2 separate regions of the Sus scrofa genome follow, and region 1 is linked to region 2. A link is a contact called in public HiChIP or PLAC-seq data. All regions are on one chromosome and are shown on one strand. Each heading gives the region's core, a stretch centred on a gene start, on an enhancer-like site or on the middle of the called end of the contact. The rest is flanking DNA. Distances are from core to core; before and after follow the strand shown. Region 1 overlaps CRYBG1 (absent in melanoma 1 protein). Region 2 overlaps CRYBG1 (absent in melanoma 1 protein).

Evidence for each region. HiChIP or PLAC-seq counts read pairs in DNA pulled down with a chosen protein or histone mark.
Region 1: a contact with region 2 is called in an H3K27ac HiChIP or PLAC-seq map of alveolar macrophages. The contact joins two enhancer-like sites. A contact is called at or near these places in 1 of 47 Hi-C or Micro-C datasets (epiblast stem cells) and 1 of 2 datasets of contacts at active chromatin or transcription factors (alveolar macrophages).

What each region holds. Positions count from the first base shown.
Region 1 is chr1:72,705,333-72,708,944 of Sscrofa11.1, reverse strand. CRYBG1 (absent in melanoma 1 protein) reads right to left here. Exons shown (of 22, transcript XM_021090505.1): 4 at 603-2,892. Among named protein-coding and RNA genes, the nearest start is that of RTN4IP1, 110 kb to the left of the region's middle. Within about 2 kb of position 2,259, at least 18 of the 83 cell types and tissues checked have an H3K27ac peak or open chromatin away from gene starts, as enhancers often do. A contact at or near this core is called in alveolar macrophages, where this site is marked.
Region 2 is chr1:72,575,860-72,579,272 of Sscrofa11.1, reverse strand. The region is part of intron 1 of CRYBG1 (absent in melanoma 1 protein); the gene reads right to left. Among named protein-coding and RNA genes, the nearest start is that of CRYBG1, 25 kb to the right of the region's middle. Within about 2 kb of position 1,847, at least 1 of the 83 cell types and tissues checked has an H3K27ac peak or open chromatin away from gene starts, as enhancers often do. A contact at or near this core is called in alveolar macrophages, where this site is marked.

The sequences.
Region 1 (3,612 bases), core at 1,010-3,509, 130 kb before region 2:
AGTGTAAACCAAATTCTTCACTCTCCAACAGCTTTGCAGGAAAAAAAAAAAATTCCCAAATGAAGACTAATTCCAAAGAGAAAATACTTTCTCAACCAGATGGAACAAACAGTTACTGCTACTTATGAGAAGTAAGAGGAACTAACTCAAAGTATAAGAGAAAGGGTCAGGAATAAGATTCTTTGGCAGGGGCTTTTCTCGATAAAAAGAAGCTGCTCCTCAAAACTTCAAAATTCTAGATATAGCATTGAGCATTTTCACACAGAATTAGGGAGAAAAAACATCTTGTCTGTCTCTGAGCTCTCATGTAACTTACCTACACTTTTCATAATGCATTTAAATTCAAAAGTCTCTTAAAATATTTGTAGCTTATTTTTCCTGCTAGACTACACATGCCTTAAGAACAGAATCTTAGTACCTTTTTTTCTTGGACCCTGACAGTCCCTTGTACATAGTAGGTTTTCAAATGTTATGAATGCATAAAAAACTGTCATAGGTGAGCAATACCATTCTTAAACAAATAACACGAATTGCTCCTCCTCTGTCCCCTTCTCCTCTGACAATAAAATACCCCAAATACGCGAGACTGTGTTGCTACTTACTGTTGTATCTGATAAGGACAGTCCAGAAAAAGAAATGCTTGGGTCAAACCGGCTGGATTTGAAAAGACCCGCGAAGTCTGTGTCACTGTTTCCATAGCTTGGCAAGTTCGATTTAAGAATGCTTTCAGTATGATTTGACTTTTCCGTATCATCGCTGTTCTTCAGTTTTGACAATTCAGAACATTTAGTTTCTGGCAAGGGTAGGTGGCTTCTCGAATCCAGATCTTTTTTGGTTTCCTCTTTCTGCACGTACTTTTCCATGGAGCTCAGACTTTTCAATCCCGAATGAGACGTATTTGATGAGTTGAAACTGAAGACCTTGACGCTGCTGGGTGCAAGACTTGGTTGATCTTTCTCTGAACCACAGGGTGGGGCACCCTCAACCACCGGCTCTAACACGGAAGGCTGAGCAAGAGAAGTGCTGTGAGACGTGCTGAAAGATGTGGTCATGGTACTGACTGATGTCACAGAGGGAGAAAAGATTTTGTCTTGTGGTAAAGAAGATAACATGCTTGAGAAAAGGGCACTTTTCTCCAGCCTCGATCTCTTGATTCCACTGTTGCTGATATCCCTGTTCTCTTTGTCATTTGCTTCTGGGGCCACCAGAAGCTCATCTTTCCCATTAGCGTGAGTTTGCAGGGATTTGAAGAGGATACTCTGTTCGGCGGACGTACGTTTGGGCCTCAGTTTGGATTTTGTGTCAAAATTCTGCATCAATTGTAAAGCCGGTGACATTTCAGGCTGGCCTTCCTTTCTCTTCCCCAAACCAAAGGTAAACACGTTGGGATCAAACACTTTTTCTAAATTGTCCTCGTGAATAGGAGGCATGGCGAAGTGAGGGGCAGGGGAGTTTGGCATCCTAGGCTTCTTTTTCTTCTGGGGCACACAAACAGTGCTGTCCATTTTTTTAATAATCTCAGTGAATTTTTCCATATCAGAAGAAGAATCAAATACACTATCATCGCTCCCAGCAGAAATGTTCAAAAGACTGGCAGGACTGTCCTGGCCATTCACGATACTTTGATCAGGTCTTTGGGGGGTTTCTAAATGATTTTGGTCGCCAGGGCAGTGGGTGGGGTTGGATTCAGCCTCCAGGGGTTTTCCATTGCCCTGACTTTGAGCCTGGCTGGGCAGAGGTTTTTCTGATTCGGGCAGCATGACTTGTGGGCCAGATTCTGCTACGTGTTCCTCTTTGGCATCAATGTGTTTGGGTGATGTGCTCTTCTTGCCCTGTACTTCCTCTTTCTGGGGAGCACAACTTGCAACGGAAACCACTTCAAGTTCATTATTGTGACAGCTTGGCAACTGTGCTTCTCTCACTTCAGAGCTATCTGGGATGATCTGGGAGCGGACATCCTCAGTGCTCTCCACGGGGAGCATGAAGGACCTGACCTGGACGAGGACCTTGGATGGACACTCACTGCCCACAGCTTCTGGGCTGTGCTCTGGGGAAAAAGCAGCGCTTGTTTCTTCCTCTCCTTCTCCTGCAAGTTTGGAGGGAGGCATTTTCTCACTGTCCTGATGAGACACAGCCAGAGGACATCCACTTTGGTTTTCTGACACTTTTAGATCAGTGCACGGAAAACTGCTTACAGGAGCTTGAGTGCATGTGCCTTTAGGATCATCCACAGGAATGCAGGCAGTCAGAGAAGGAGAAAGCCTATTAGGTGACTCAGCTGGGGGCTGTGAGTCAGAAAACCCATCCTGTGGCTTTGGTATGGCTGCTGGAGGTGAATCTTTGGTATCAAGAACGGCGGGGATGTCTTGTGCGGCATCAGTCATATTTTCAAGTTCAAGTCTTTTGCTATTGGCAGCCTCTGAGTTTTCCTCTAAGAGCTCGGTGTCCTTGATGGGAATCAGAGCAGTAACCACGGGTTCAGAAGGGCAGCTGGCATCTGTCTGCACATCTGCCTTAAGCTGAGAACCCGGAGTCTCTTCTTCAGGGAGAGTAACTTTGGTTTCTGCAGAGGTTTCCTTTCCCAGCACACCGTTCTGGTTACTATTTGGCATCACTTTCTTTTCAGGTTGCTCCATCTCCTTGGCTTTTTTGGCTAAATTCAGCTTCGCCCTCCCAACAAACGTTTTATTAGAGGAGGCAGGAAGGTTCCTTGGGCCTCGAAGGTCAGTGTGCTTTGGGCTACTGTTTGCGCGCTTGTTTTCAAATAAGGAGATTTTGGTGGCAGTGTTTCCCTTGTGAACTGGCTGGCTAAATGGATTATGCTCATTTCCCAAACTGTCAAGATTCTTTGGGGTTTTAAAGTTTAGTTCCACATGTTTAGGCTTGGCAGGTCTGTAAGAATAAAGCAGTAAGATGAAATTACTGACCTAGGCTTCAAAGTGAACATACCAATTTATTACAAAACTGTGAAAAGCCAATGTCTTTCTGATAGGTAACATTTTAAAAATTATTTTTAGGAGTTCCTATTGTGGCTCAGTGATAATGAACCTGACTAGTACCCACAAGGACACACAGGTTTGATCCCTGGCCTCGCTCAGTGGGTTGAGGATCCCATGTTGCTGTGGCTGTGGTGTAGGCCTGCAGCTGAAGCTCTGATTCTACCCCCTAGCCTGGGAACTTCCATATGCCGTGGGTGCCGCCCTAGACAAAAAAAGAAAAAACGTATTTTTTTTAACAATTCTAAACATACTACCAAGTATTTTCCGTGGATGTTTTGCAGGAGGGATGAGAATACGATATAGCTAAGAAAGTCTAGAGGGGAGAGGTTAACACGTTTACTGAGCACTTAACTAGAATCGCAAGACAACTTGGGGCCTGAAGAACATTAGAACAATTTTAAATACTTAATGTGCTCCCAAACTTTAAATACATAAATGACTTCCTCAAAGATCAACTGTGTATTTTTTATTTCATCATAACTTTCACATTATATCAAAAAGCTAGGTTATAAAAAATATTATTCAACTCTTTGGGTGTTTTATTCCCTTCATCCTACCCCCATAAAATTTTTATCTGATAATGTGTGTTCAATATAGACTATTTGGAAAATAT
Region 2 (3,413 bases), core at 598-3,097:
AAACAACCCCTTGATAACAACTTTAGGATAGTCTTATAAGAACTTAAGAGAAGCTTGGAGATTTCTAAGAAAAATGTTTCCCAATATATTCTCAATTATCTGTGATAAGTGGGAATGGACATGAGGCAGAAAATATACATATTTAGTAAACACATAATGAATAACAAACACCCATGAGTGTAAGACGCTATTTTGTGCATGTAAGAAAGGTAGACAACATGGAACTTTTAGAAAAACATGAGAGTAAAGAGGACAAACAGAAGGGTAAACAGTCTTAGAGACACTTATTAACAAGCTGTGTTCAGAGATACCAAAGAAATATGAGGTCACGGAAGCTACATCAAGTGTAAAGTGTACAGGTTCCTAGTAAAGGTGCTTCTGGAAAGAGTGGACAAAAAATAGCAGAGAAGAAAGATGATGTCTGCAGAAGACAACTAAGTATGGGTGTGTGCATGCGGAGGTACTGGCTGCTCAATCAGGCAGATGGGGTGATTCATCACTAGTGAAGAAAGAACCACTTGCTTATCTTCAGCTGCACATGACCCTCACCCAGACTTGGCAGCTGTCCTCTAAGTGTTTTCCAACCTTCTCACAGAGGCAGGAGACATTCCCATACAGCAGTGACACAGAGATGGAGGGAAACCACCCATCAGAACTTTGTAGAGCTTAGTTTCTTTCCATGAAATAAGACTGAAGAGAAAATACAAATAATATAGATACACCATGACAAATAGAAGTAATTGGACTATAAACAGATAATTGGCACTGTGAAATACTTTATAAAATGTAGAAAACTCGTTCCCACAGCTCATTCATCTATTACTATATGATAGGCAACTATTACTATATTACTATATTACCATATAGTAGTTGCCTACTATAGAGTAATAGATGAATGAGCTATGGGAATGAGTCTACTACTATATGGTAGGCAAAGATATTCACAACAGGAAACAAAAGAACTATGAAAGAAAAGATTGATAAATCAATATCATATTTGTATATATGTACACACATTCTTGGTATATATAAAAAAATACAAAAGAATGCCTATAAGTCAATTTTAAAACAGTCTGTTTTCTAAAATGGGTAAAATATTAAATAGTCATTTCACAAAAAAAAAGGATGTCAAATGGCCAGTAAGCTTATGAAAGGGTGTTCAACATCATTAATCATCAGGGAAAGACAAATTAAAACCACAGTGAGATACACTGTTAACCACCAGCACACACAAAAATGGACAATTAAAGACCTGACAAGCAACCAGAACGCTAACACTCTACTGGTGGGAATGTAAGTAGGTACAAACACCTTGGAAAATAGTTTGGAAGTATCTACTAAACTAGGAATATGTTTGCCTTACATCCAAGCAATTTGAATTTTGAATATATCTAACAGAAATGTTAATCAAAAGACACATCTAAGAATGTTCATAGGAGCTTTATTCGTAATAATGAAAAACTAGAAACAACACAAAGGTCCAGTGACAATAGGATATATAGACTATGACACAGTCATATAATAGAATGTTACACAGCAGTAACTATTGCTATACAAAATATGGATGACTCTTATAGACATAATACTGAATGAAAGAAGCCAGACACATACCATATGATTCCAATGATACAGAGATAAAAACAATTAAAATTAATTCATGGTGAACAGAGGTCAGAAGAGTAGTAAATTTTTTCTTGTTGGTGGAGGAAGAGGTGTTATACAAGAAAGCTTTCTGGGTGATTTCTGTATTTTTTTTTTTTCTTTTTATGGCCATGGCTACAGAATACGGAAGTTCCTGGGCTAGGGGTCCAATTGGAGCTGCAGCTGCCTGCCTACACCACAGCCACAACCACACCAGGTTTGAGCTGCATCTGTGACCCATGCCACAGCTTGCAGTAACACCAGATCCTTAATCCACTGAGCGAGGCCAGGGACTGAACTGGCATCCGATGTCGGGTTCTTAACCCACTGAGCCACAGCAGGAATTCCAGTTCTGTATTTTTAATCTGAATTGTGATTACATGGATGCATAAACTAGGTGTGTTCTTAATGTTTTTTGTACTTTGTTCAGTGTAAGCTATGCCATAACTAGAAATCAAAGAGGGGAAGGACAGGAGAGGAAGAAGTTGAAATCTATTGCATTATGCTATTGCTTCAGACACTGTGATTTAATAAGGAAGTACCAAAGAACCTGCGGCCATTTCTACAATATTTTCTGCTTAGTTACCAAGTCCTTAAAACCCAGCATTTCCAAACAGTAGAACATTTGTCCTTTGAGACGTCCGATCAAAACACAGTTTTCTTTATAGGTCCATCTTACAAATGATTCATCTTAATGCTATTTGTTCTTGAACAATAACGGGCTTCATGGGTAAAATTAATTAAGCTATTACTAGACCTAGGAGTCATTTTCAATTAACGTCAATTACAGACATAAAAAATAGGAATGATCCCGTACCACAGCAACAACCTGAATTGCTACAGTGACAATGCCAGATCCTTAACCTTTTGTGCCACAAGGGAACTCCAAAATATTTTTAAGCTATAAGAGAGTTTGCTTTTAAATCACTAATAGAGCTGGAAGGAACCAACTCAAACAATTGCCAACAAGTTTTGAAGAATAGTTGGGCCCTGGGCCAGGATGGAGGGGACAAGGTAGAAAAAGGCATCAAACTTTCCCTCTCTTCTTCACTTTTAAGTGCAATACAAAAACATACAATGTTCTTGCATTAGTCCCAAGATAGTTCAGAACCCAGAAACACTAGGAAGTGCAAAGACACAAGTAGCAAAAATATCTATACAGTGATTTTTCCAACTTTCTGGGGAAGTTTTTCAACATACACAGAAAAGAAATGCATGCCATTCACCAGTCTCCTAATGGAACAGCAGGGACTTCAGTTTAAACTTAGGAAAAGCAGTTGTAGTGAACAGTCAGGTTAATGGTGGGAGGACATTTGAACTTATCCAAACAAGGTTATTGTCAGGGCACAAGGGGATGCTAGTAATAGGAGCACCAGGTGGGGTTAGCGGGGGTGGGGGGGTGGGCTGTGAATACAGAGGAAGGGACAGTCTCCCTACGTTCCAGGCCCATCTCTCCTGCACATGAAAGGCAGGTTTTAAATTTACCATCCTCAGCCTCTTTTTCCTTCCTTACCTCTCTTCCTTGTATTCATAGCAAAATGTTTCTTTCCATTTAGAGTTCAAAGCTTTTATGAGTCCAATGATAAGCTTGCTGCTATGGAAATTCTGATAGTTCAACACATTCTTTAAATTCCTACAACTTCATATTGCCCATTTTATTAATTTGAATATCAACTCCTAGACTGTACTCTATTGGCTTCCTGCCAAATGGCTTTAACTAAATTATATTCCAAGTCAACATTAGGGGCCTTTAGAAACACTTCCCAGGAAAT